Linked DNA regions of Mus musculus: regions 2, 3 and 4 are each linked to region 1. Evidence: chromatin contacts called from public HiChIP or PLAC-seq and promoter capture Hi-C data. All regions are on one chromosome and are shown on one strand. Each heading gives the region's core, a stretch centred on a gene start, on an enhancer-like site or on the middle of the called end of the contact. The rest is flanking DNA. Distances are from core to core; before and after follow the strand shown. Region 1 holds the start of Epha5 (Eph receptor A5). Region 2 has its middle 470 kb from the start of Gm35251. Region 3 has its middle 150 kb from the start of Gm24792. Region 4 has its middle 360 kb from the start of Gm35251.

The links. Promoter capture Hi-C pulls out the DNA fragments that hold promoters and counts their contacts. HiChIP or PLAC-seq counts read pairs in DNA pulled down with a chosen protein or histone mark.
Region 2: a contact with region 1 is called in an H3K4me3 HiChIP or PLAC-seq map of neural progenitor cells, with 18 times the contacts expected there. The contact joins the enhancer-like site here to the promoter of Epha5 in region 1. A contact is called at or near these places in 3 of 39 promoter capture datasets (the C10 cell line, hippocampal neurons and liver), 2 of 484 Hi-C or Micro-C datasets (both in neural progenitor cells) and 4 of 115 datasets of contacts at active chromatin or transcription factors (the 230-238 cell line, embryonic forebrain, neural progenitor cells and 1 more).
Region 3: an H3K4me3 HiChIP or PLAC-seq map of neural progenitor cells shows a contact between it and region 1, with 9 times the contacts expected there. The contact joins the enhancer-like site here to the promoter of Epha5 in region 1. A contact is called at or near these places in 3 of 39 promoter capture datasets (epiblast stem cells, liver and stem cell-derived epiblast-like cells), 1 of 115 datasets of contacts at active chromatin or transcription factors (neural progenitor cells) and 1 of 9 other capture datasets (embryonic stem cells).
Region 4: a contact with region 1 is called in a promoter capture Hi-C map of hippocampal neurons, with 11 times the contacts expected there. The contact joins the enhancer-like site here to the promoter of Epha5 in region 1. A contact is called at or near these places in 1 of 39 promoter capture datasets (hippocampal neurons), 1 of 484 Hi-C or Micro-C datasets (cortical neurons) and 4 of 115 datasets of contacts at active chromatin or transcription factors (embryonic forebrain, forebrain, neural progenitor cells and 1 more).

The regions. Positions count from the first base shown.
Region 1 is chr5:84,415,847-84,418,791 of GRCm38.p6, reverse strand. It overlaps Epha5 (Eph receptor A5), which reads left to right and starts at 1,410. Exons shown (of 16, transcript NM_007937.3): 1 at 1,410-2,473. The coding sequence starts at 2,287. It overlaps Gm42163, which reads right to left and starts at 2,054. Exons shown (of 4, transcript XM_030254978.1): 1 at 2,016-2,054; 2 at 1,235-1,678. The coding sequence starts at 2,054.
Region 2 is chr5:85,238,516-85,241,215 of GRCm38.p6, reverse strand. No RefSeq gene overlaps it. Among named protein-coding and RNA genes, the nearest start is that of Gm35251, 470 kb to the left of the region's middle. Within about 2 kb of position 1,340, at least 31 of the 459 cell types and tissues checked have an H3K27ac peak or open chromatin away from gene starts, as enhancers often do. A contact at or near this core is called in embryonic forebrain, neural progenitor cells and stem cell-derived neural progenitor cells, where this site is marked.
Region 3 is chr5:83,867,282-83,870,286 of GRCm38.p6, reverse strand. No RefSeq gene overlaps it. Among named protein-coding and RNA genes, the nearest start is that of Gm24792, 150 kb to the right of the region's middle. Within about 2 kb of position 1,551, at least 3 of the 459 cell types and tissues checked have an H3K27ac peak or open chromatin away from gene starts, as enhancers often do. A contact at or near this core is called in neural progenitor cells, where this site is marked.
Region 4 is chr5:85,345,362-85,348,253 of GRCm38.p6, reverse strand. No RefSeq gene overlaps it. Among named protein-coding and RNA genes, the nearest start is that of Gm35251, 360 kb to the left of the region's middle. Within about 2 kb of position 1,408, at least 17 of the 459 cell types and tissues checked have an H3K27ac peak or open chromatin away from gene starts, as enhancers often do. A contact at or near this core is called in cortical neurons and hippocampal neurons, where this site is marked.

The DNA.
Region 1 (2,945 bases), core at 161-2,660:
AATGGTCTTCAAATAGACCCATAAATTTTAACTTTCCATCTCGAAGTGAGGCTCTTAGCCAAACTGGAAGACAGATTCACTGCCACTCCTCTATATTGGCTTCATGCATTCGAAGAACATTATAATAGAATGAATCTGTTTTCGGCTTCCTATTGCCAAAACATTTGGGGGGGGGGTCAAAGATGAGCGTCCATCTCCTTAAACGAGTGTGCCACCGCTGCAGTGTTTCTTTCTCCTTTATTGAACGCATCTAAACAAAACCCATAGGGCACCGTCTAACCATTGTGACAAATTTATTTTGAAGGCATCAACAGACTAGTGAGTGTGAGCAGGTGCCCAGTCTTAAAAGTAGTTATCAAAGGCCGGAATTAAATGAAATGCCTTTCTTCTTTAAAACACACACACACACACACACACACACACACACACACACACACATTTTGGGAGATACTTTGTATTCTGATATTGAGAGCTGGCCTTCTAAAATTCCCCTTCTTGTGTATCTTTTTGAAACAATGAACGAGTAAATTGAAGATGGATGTTAAAGCAGGTTGACACAACACAGGGGAAGCACAGAAAAACGGAGATGCCCTTCAGCTGCGTTTTCCTGGTTATTTGTTATTCTTTCAGTGTAATGAACCACGGGCAATTAAAATAATTAAAAATGTTAAAGCTCTGACATTATTATACCCATGTTAATTTCATTGGAGTTAACTGCATGTTTTCCCATTACGTAATTTCAATACTAAAGTATTCTATCACTGAAATAAATGAATTAAGTCTTCATGTAGTATAGAGTGCCTAGCCTAGTACAAATGCCAACAGTCAAATTCTTTGATTCTCTGAGATCTCAAAGCGACCTGCTATCCCTGACTTTAGTCTACAGTTTACTTCTCAAGAAAGCGTTGAGTGACTATCTTATTCCAGAAGAACAGAAAGGGTCAAAGGAACCGAGGGGCATAGGTGTTAAAGAAACTATCCACGGACCAGCAGAGCCTGTGAATGTGCTGTTATATGACGACAAGGTTGTTGGTGCCACAGTCTGCAAAGGGCAGCAGGCGCTATGCCAGACTCAGGGACCCACTGATCCTCCTGCTGCGGTCTGAGCTAGGGCTGGCTTCCCTTCCTCCTTCAGGGACCTCTGGTCCTCGCAGGCACTGTAGCGAGGATTCTTTACCCTAATTATCCCGGGAGGAAGACGCGCCTTTCTCAGAGACCGCTAGGCAACACTCACCACGGCAGCCTGCAGATTACTTCCCTCTGTGGGTGTGCGACTTCGTTTAAGCGAGTCACACTTACAGTAGCTTGTCACTGGCGAGGCCGCGAGCAGCAGAGGGCGGGGGAGCGCAGGGCGGAGGGAGGAGGTGGGAGGCGCGGAGTCGGGAGGCTCGGGGAGACGCTGGAGCTCCAGACACAGCAGGAGCGAGCGAGCGAGCGAGCGAGCGAGCGCCGCGCGGGTGCAGTCGCCGGTTCGCCCTGGTCGCCGCGCACTCCGCCTCCGCGCTGAGCAGCGGGAACCGCAGCGGCTCGAGCCTCCGGGCTCTGCTGCGCTCTCGGGCCCGCGCTCCAGCCCGCTCCGCCGGTCGCACCGCCCCCGGCCGAGCTCAGCCCGCAGCGATTTGACTTCCCTCTGCCAGCCTCTCCAGTTCTCTAGATCGCTTGCTGCCTGGGCTCCACTCTACTCGGTGTTTGCCACACACCGTTTGCTCTACTCTTCTCCCCTTGATCCGTAGACACTCTGCTTGATTCCCCCCTCCTCCCTCCTCTCTGTCTCTCTCTCTCTCTCTGTCTCTCTCTCTGTCTCTCTCTCTCTTTTATTGAAAACATCATCTTGATTTAAGATGACTCGTCTTCTTTAATCTCGTCCATATCGGCACTGAAGACTGAAAGGGAACCTTCACCACCACTCCGACCCTGGTGGCACTTAAAAAAAAAAAAGAAGAAGAAGAAGAAGGGGGGTGCCAGAAAAAGAAAAAGTCTTAAAGGGCAAAGAAGCGGGACTCCCGACCCTCTACAGACCCTTGACCGAGCCCACCCAGGACTGTACTAGCCATCAGAACTTCTAATTCATCTTATCCAACTGAAAGGGAGGGCGACAGGAGCCAGAAGCAAACTTCTTCAGCGGTCTCTGCGGATCTGTGATTCCCGCATTTAGAGGGGTCGAGAGCCAGAAGGTACAGGACCCCACCAGGAGGAGGAGTTCCACGTCTCTCTCGCCCCTTCCACCAAGCCTGAACCTTAGGCTGAGCCACGCAGGACACAAGAGGCAGAAGAGGGTAGTAGAAAATGCGGGGCTCCGGGCCCCGCGGTGCGGGACACCGACGGACCCAGGGCAGAGGTGGCGGCGACGACACCCCCCGCGTCCCTGCCTCTCTGGCAGGCTGCTATTCGGCACCTCTAAAGGGCCCCCTCTGGACGTGCCTTCTCTTGTGTGCGGCGCTCCGGACCCTTTTGGCCAGCCCCAGCAACGAAGGTAGGGAAATGGAGGTGGGGACCAAGGCGCCCTGGGGTGGATGGGTGAGGTGGAGCTTGTGTCAGCCGGTCGCAGCGCTCCAAGCGCCGCTGCGGAGACTAAATCCCCGCTCTTCATCTCCAATTAATGTTTGTCCGCTTTTGCTGGCGTTTCCGGATCTCTCTGGTATCTTTGGTTGCATTGTTTGACATAGCTGCAGAGTGCTCGCCAGGCAAAGAACCTGCCTGTGGTCTGAGGCTGATTGGGGGTTGGGAAGTTGGAAGGCTGACGGAAAGAGGTCTGAGACCTGAGCTGGGAGGTTGGGTGCGGTTGGGTCCTGAGAACCTGGAGAAGTGACACGTCCGGATTACTGAGAGAGATGACAACAAGGCTCATAGGATGTGTGTGGGTTTTAGAAACCTTTATTTGGTGCTGATGTTGGAAGACGATTTCAGGCTGGCTGGTAATTTTATTTTGGAGAAAGTGGCTGACC
Region 2 (2,700 bases), core at 91-2,590, 820 kb before region 1:
CTTCAAAATTCCAGTAAAAATTACACTATTACAAAGTTGAAAGCCATAATAAAAATAAATGTCCTGACTTCACCAAGAAGAAACTGTCTTTATTGGTTAAACAGAATGATGTGTGTTTTTAATATTTATAACATATTTATAAAGTGATAGGAAGAATCAGATGCAGATGTTTTCAACTATTACTAAGTGTTGTTTGGAGGGACCATTTGAAATACCTACACTTGTGAAAATTTCAATTCAAAACTTTATAACTTGGGAACAATAAGATAAATTTTCCATAAAGCATATGTGGAGATTAAGATATGATTTGTAGTAAATTTGACACTTACACCGACTTAAGAATAAAATCTCAATAAGCAAATAAACCTGTGTGGATGAATGACGCAAGTCCAAATCTGCAAATTATGTGTGCCTTATATGTTCAAGTCATAAGAGTAAAAAGAACATGTCTACTGTGGCTTTCAAGTCCTCTCCCCTGGACTTGTAGATCTGACCCAGTAGTGAGAGTGTGAGGATGTCCTCTAGGATTTTCCATTCCCAATCCAATTGAAACAGGAGAGTTTTACATTTCCTTCCTTTCACTTTACTACAGTGATTTATTGTCTTCACTGTGCATTGGTTAATTTGCTCTGAATTACAGAACTTGCTTCTTTCACCAAGCTCATTTGCCTTTTAAACTAATTACAGAACATAGACAATACCACTATAGTCCCATTAGTTCATGTGGCAGGTGGACTTTAGCACTGAATCCAAATGATAATAGGGGATGTAATTGAAAAAGATCAGTAGAGGCACAAAGAAAAATGAAGAGACACATTTACACTATTTAGAGGAATCCACTCTTATATAAGAAAAAAAAAGACATGAGAACATTTTCTTCATAATAGTATTTATACATAGAACAATATAAAACTACTAAAAATATAGAGATTATTCTCTGAGACTGAGAAAATCGTGAAATGCATATACATTTATATATTATATAATCCACCCAGCCATACATACATACATTCACATATACACATATAAGTTTGCATGATGAAGCATCAACAAACCATTCTTGTTTTCATGCAGCCACCTCACCAGTGACAAGAGGAAACTATCATGAAGATACTGGCTATAAGGACCACACTCTAATTTTCGAAAGAACAAACAAGGTATTTTTACTTTGTTTTTGCTTAATGAGCACACTGGCACCAGAGAGATGTAAAACAATTTTGGCATGATGCCTGCACCTTATGTCACAGTTCCAAGGTGTCAGTCCTGATGGTGCTCACATTAGGGACTGCATAGCTCATTCATTTCTGCCGTGCTTCTCGCTCACCCTGGGTTACATAGCTACAAGGGACAATGCACCCTTTGGACCCTTTGTGGTTTATGAATTGTAAATCCAAAGGGAGAGGGAGACAGCTTGACTGAACCCAAATTATGTTGCAATAGATGGTAATGAATGTCCTGCTTTAGCAGGATAATAGAACTCCTGTTTATTGGCAGTCATTCAGGCTGTATCTCTCCCATCTATTTTCTCTCTTGGCCTTGACCCTAATCCAGCAATTGCACATCCCCAGCTGCTCTTTAAGCTGCCTCATTAGCAGCGCACCATTGGGCAGCTCCCATGACAGTCATCCAATAGGATGAAAGTGACATGGGGCCAAAGACTGTAACTGATTGGCAAGCATGGCAATGAAATATGAGACAGGGCTGTGTGAAGAAGGCATCTGAGAGTGTTGGAATGGGCTGAGCAGTTAAGGAATTTTAGGCACATGATATCTTCACAGTTCTACATTGTTGTTTCCTAAGTGTTTGAAAATAATCCTAAGATACTTTATTTTTATTTTCTACTTTTTTTGCATATACATGAGATTTTTTTCTTTCTTTATTTACATTTAAAATGTTATCCCCTTTCCTCATTTTCCCTCTGAAAATCCCTTATCCCTTCCCCACTCACTGTTCATCAACCCACCCACTCCTGCTTCCTGTCCCTGGCATTCCCCTATACTGAGGCACAGAACCTTCACAAGACCAAGGGCTTCTTATCCCATTGATGACCAACTAGATCATCCTCCACTACGTATGCAGCTAGAGCCATGAGTGCCACCATGTGTTTTCTTTGGTTGGTGGTTTAGTTCCTGGGAGCTTTGGAAGTACTGGTTAGTCCATATTGTTGTTCTTCCTATGGGGCTGCAAACCCCTTCAGCTCCTTGGGTACTTTCTCTAGCTCCTTCACTGGGGAGCCTGTACTCTGTCCAATAAATGGCTGTGAGCATCCACTTCTGTATTTGTCAGACACTGGCAGAGCCTCTCAGGAGACAGCTATATCAGGCTCCTGTCAGCAGGATCTTGTTAGCATCCACAATCGTGTCTGGTTTTGGTGACTGTATATGGAATGGGTCCTCAAGTGGGGTAGTCTCTAGATGGTTAATCCTTCAGTCTCTGCACCTAACGTGTAACTCCTTCCATGGGTATTTTGTTCCCCCTTCTAAGAAGGATCAAAATATCCACTCTAATATTTTCTTTATATGCTCCTAAAGAATATATTTGAACATTTTATATCCTAAAAACATTAAAATCTCTAATTTTATTCACTATAAAATGAACATATTTTGCAACAGAAACTCTTTAGATTCAATTGTTATATTTTTTCAACTTAGAATAGTCTATAGCTGTTATTTTTCAGTGTTTAATTCTTTGAATATGTTG
Region 3 (3,005 bases), core at 302-2,801, 550 kb after region 1:
GGAACATCTCTCTTCTGCCTTGTTTTCAGATGAGGCTGCCAGAGAAGGGAAAATGACACCGATGGTCTTAGTCAAGTATGAACCCCCATAAAGTACAATCAAAATCATCTAGGCAGACTTGTTCATCAATGACACAATGGTTAAGGGGTATCCAACTGCTCTATGATTGGATTTGAGCCAGTGCCACAAGAGGAAACCCATTTTCCTACTGTAAATATGGTGAAACAATCATATGGCTGAAGAAGTTATAATCTCTTGCGAGGAATTTAATACTGTTTTTACATCAAGTGGCTTCAAACTGCAGTTAAATATCTATGTTTATAATTATAGACAAAAGTCTACTCAGCTTTAATCAGAGAACCTTCTCATTGTAATGAAATCCAGGAAATGAAAAGACTGCACAAGATCCTGAGAATAAATGACATGTAAGTTACCAGGCCTGAATGAGACATTTTGTCTTTTTTTTTAAATTAATTTGTTTTACTTAAAAGTCATAAAGCTATGCTGTAGTATATTATTTCTACTCACCCCCTCTTCTCTTCCCAATTGGTCCCATGTCCTCCCTGATTCCTTCTCAAGTTTACAGAGCTTCGTTTTTTTTTATTATTATTATTTAATTTTATTTTTTATTTATCACTTTACATCCTGCTCATTGACCTCCTCTCCTGGTTATCCACTTCAAGAATCCTTCCTTCATCTCCAGTCCCCTTCTCATCTGAGGGAGTGTAGCACTCCTCCACCCCATTTATACACCTTGCCTTGTACTTCAAGTCTCTGCGAGGCTAGCTACTTTCTCTTCCACTGAGGCCAGGCAAGGCAGCCAACTAGAAAAATATATCCCACATACAGGCAATAGCTTTTGGAATAACCTCTGCTCCACTTGTTTGATGTTCTCATGAAAGCCAAGCTGCACATCTGCTACACATGTGTGGGGAAGCCTAGGTCCAGCCTGTGAATGTTCTTTGGTTCATGATTCAGACTCTGAGGTGTGTGTGTCAGGAAGTGCTATCTTCTTTTTTTCTTTCCTATAATCATTATTTTATACACATACACATTCATTTTGTCTACATTGAGACCGTATCTACCAGAGGCACGTCTCCATTTCTTTTTGAGTTCATAGTTATTTTCCCTTTCATGTCAGATTTTGCAGAGAACTTTTCTTAACATTTATATTCTCAATTGATCTGTTCTCATCTTTACCATCCTGAAAAAAAATAAATTAAAAATATAACTACCACAAGAGCTCCAAATAAAATGAGAAATTTCTTTTGGAAAATAACTTCTGATCTCAAATAACATCTCCGTAATGCAATTTGTGTTAATGGTTCAATAACTTTAAAAAATAGACCAAGGTTATGCTTTCTCCATTCTGTTGGGGCTTTCTCATAAACTTGATTGTATTGATTTTTTTTCCTTAACATTTCTATGTTCCTATGATTCAATTGGCTTCGTGCTCTTTTTCCAATAATTTCTACCATCGTAACATGAGTCTGTCTGCAGCTAATGGATAAAAGATAAAGATTAGGATTCAAGGAAAGGGACATCAGACACTGCCAGGAAGAAAATGCAAGTACAAGTCAGATCCTCATTTCTATGGAAATGAAGCTTTGGGGGAAGTTTTCCTTCCTGCTGTTTCAGGATGGATGTTGGTTCCATGGCAGAAATGCAACAAAGGTCTGTTAAGAGACTCCGGGATTTTGGCTGGTGCCTTTCCTATGCTTAGCCACACAGCTGGTGCAGGTGCATTCGCAGCCATAATAACTAATAACATTCCCGGTGGAAACATCCAACTGCAGTAAAACAGACAGAAATCTATTATAAATGTGAGTGCAATGTCAATGTTTACAGAAGGAGGTCAAATAGCAGAATTCTATTTGGTAAATGTCAGTACTGCATGAGTAGAAAGTGTTCGCAGTATTTGCATTCATATTAGAATGAAACATGCAAAACCTATAAATATTTCATAGATAAAAATAAGCTTCCATCTTTTTCTCTCCCTTACCAGATATTACTTCTCTTGCCATTTTCTAGCATCTCAATGTGAACTGTCTTGTATATGAGCTTTCTAAGATTTGAAACCATACCATAAGCCTCTGAAGTAGCCTCTGAACTAGGGAAATGTTTAGATCAAGGTTTATTCCTGTGACACAGGGCACATTTGTATGCAGATGTGAACCCTAGAACCAAAGGCCTCTCCTAATATGGATCCACTCAAAATATAGACAAATGTTTGCTCAGTACTCTAAATCAGCCATCAAGTCTGCCACTCCACTGACTTGTTCTTTTCTGATTTATCATCCTTAGATTATCCAGACCAACCACAGGTGACATACAGTTCTGACAGACAAAAGAAAAATTAAAACCATTAGACGCATAGTAGAACATGCATGCGAACCTTTAGAAGTGAGACTTCTAATATTAGATTAGTTTGTTCTGAGCATCAATGTTGATGATATATGACTATTTTAAAATGAACTTTGATGGCAATATGAACTACTATTTTATTCATGTATTAGGTTATAAATCTCAGCACGGTTTCTACAAAAGTGAGAAACACCTTTTTACGTAAGCTAGAAGTTCAGCCAAGCTTCACTGACACTTCATGGTATTACTGTTCATTGTGTAAACATTTACTTGGGATAAAAGAAAAGGATGAGTGTCCTTTTGTTTCCTATATAAAACATGGGTTATAAAAACATATCTTTAGAAACAAGTTAGTTAAAATGTTAGACAATTAAATTTAAGAAAACACATGCAAATTACAGATGTGATAGACTGTTGTAGGCTGGCTCCATGTGGGAAATTTCGTTTTCACTAATGACCAGTCTTACACACAAAAATGCTCATTCTGTGGGTAGAAGGGGAAATATTTGGTCAACCAACAAGATTTTTGAAAGATTTCTGTTGAGGATTCTGTTGAAAATTATTGAACATTCTGATTCTATCTCTAGATATTTCTCTCAGTTGAAAAGACCTCTCAATCGGTGATAAACTAGGCCCAAGAA
Region 4 (2,892 bases), core at 159-2,658, 930 kb before region 1:
ACCCAACAGACAGTGGATGATGCTTTGGAACTGGTTTGCCTTGCTGGTCTTTGTTGGGATTGGCTGACACTGGTCTTTCCTGATGATGCTATTGCATTGGCTAGCATTGCTTTCTTATCTAATATTTGTATGTTGTGGTTTTTTTTTTCCTTTATTTTGACTTTCTTCAGCCAATAAGTTACAGAAATCTTAAGAGAAACAAACAAACCAAACAACAAAAATAATCTGAGGTCACTTGAAATGGTTGGAATTTGGTGTGTTTTCAGGTGATTTTAACTTCAAAAACAACCTGGTTCCTGAGCCTGTGAGTGGAATTGGCAGCCTTAACAACTCTGTAATATAATTTCTTAACCTTTGCCCTCATGGGCATACAAACTTACACCACACACACACACACACACACACACACACACACACACACAGGTCCCTCACAAGTATCTATCTGTCTGTCTGTCTATCTGCCTGTTTGTTGTCTATCTATCTATCAATCTATCTTCTATACAAATACACACACACACATACACACATATATGCAAACACATACATGTGCACATATAAATGCCTACATATATACATATATACATACATATACATATAATGCACACATGAACATACCTAAATACACACTCACACACACACACACACACACACACACACACACACACACACACACACACACACACATATATATATATATATATATATATATATATATATACACACATATTAACACATATATACATATACATGCACTCCTACATATATTTATATACACATTCCAAAGCAGGTTCACAGGGTGTGAAGTAATGGACAGAGTCCTACAGAGATGGACATATTTATTTATTTATTTATTTATTTATTTATTTATTTTGGACACTTACTCATCAGAAACCCTCACTCAATTCCCTTCTCTTTGTATAAACTAAACTATAGATATTAATGCTTTTTTTGTAAAAATAATATCTAGTTTGACTTTTTTCCATTTGATGGTACTAAGCATAATCATTTCTAACCTCTGACCTTTTATATTTTTTTCCTACCATTTAACACCAAAGGGCAGCTGACATACTCTTGCATGCCTCTTCTGAAACCTATGAACTATGAAATTATATAATTAATGAGTGTTGAATAAATGAGTTAGTAGAGTCAGAACACTCATGTCACTTTGCTTTCGGTACCACCCCTTCCAGATTCCCTTTTGGACAAACACAGTCATGGTCACAGCTACTCAAGGCAATTAGCTTTCAAAACTCTGGCATTGAAGAAGTCCCCGTGTAATTACTTGGAACGAGAAATGCTGTGTATTTTAAAGCTTTGTGAGTATTCCACCACCATCTGCTCCCCTCAGGTCTGTCAGCTCTGCATCAGTCCTTGTCTGCCTCCCTCCCACCCTACTCCTACACATGGTGTCCTGTGCAACAGCCATCATCTGGCAGTTATGGCAACATATGTGCACCTAACATGTTTTAAGCATCCCACAGCCTACTAAGGATCGCAGTATTCCACTAAATAAAGAAAAACTAGTTGATTCTTGCAGGGGAAATGTTTGCAATAAAGTGAGTCTTTAACATGCACAATCCAGTGTCAAAGCCTACACTTAATTTGAGTTTGGTGGACCAGTGCCTATGACATGGAAAACTGCATTATCGGGATGGCTTGCATAGCCATTCTCATTTAAAACTAACACTTTGATATTCAGACATAAAAGACATACATTTGCCTAATAGATCACCTGGAGCTGAAAACACTGCACAGAACATCTACAGAAGGAGGAAAGATGTCATTAGCAGTTTCCTGAAGGATGACAGATGGATTAGAAAAGTCTGTGAGTTGTATGAATGCTGCCTTATCTTCACAGAATTCTAGAGTGGAAGATTAAACGAGTGCTAATTCCGTGGCAGTCCTAGGAATGAAGAGTAAGGAAACAAACACTCAAATCACTGTGTTTTGGAACAGCAAGAGCAACTGTGTGAGACATATGCTGAGAACAATCCATTGCCTGGAGCACAGCTAAGACAGACATGCTGTGCTGGATGGAGCTGAATGAGAAGAAGAAAAAAATCTGCGCGTGCGAAGATGTGCCCCGTGACTCTCCAGGAACAGCAGCAGTGAATGGCACTGATCCCCATTCATATGTTGTTGAAGCCCAAAAGGGTGGTTTGCCTGTGTTGCAAGGTGTCAGAGGGAACTGTTATCACACAATGTGAGAGCTTTCTAATGCTATCAAGTGGAAAGAGTCTGAAGGGAAAACACCCTTTTGAAGATTGCCTATCACTTCACTTTTGAATTTCTCCAGTTTTGTGTTTTAGCATTTCTCCTCATGAGCAACATCAACAATAAAAAGAGATTCTTAATGTGCTAAGGAAAATCATTTCAGGAGTGAAACTCTGAAAATTCGTTCAGAATTTCATAAATATGTCTGATAAAATCTGTAAAGAAGGAAATAACTAGGATGTAGTGAACGTTGCCTTCCATGTCTGCCATTCTTTCTAATGCTATGGTGCCTATTTCAACATTTTTAGTATTGGAGTTCAGTGTAAAGATGCATATAAATTTGTGTATTAACATTTATTTATATAACATTATGTATGTATGTAATAATTAACATGTTTCTATTTGGTTTGGAATTCTCTCATGAAAAGCATAAGGGTGAAGTTTCATGAAACAAATCTTCCTCATAGTTTTGTTTTAAAAATCTAATCTTTAGTTAATCCATTTACAAATTAGATGCTGAGAAACTGAGACACCAACATTTACCTATACATTTGACCTTTAGTTCCCCCCCACACACCTTTCTCTATATCCTCTGGGACCTTGCAATATATGAAAGTTAATCTTGGCTAACAACCTAAATTATTGCAGAGATTTATCAATTTGTAGGTATTATATCAC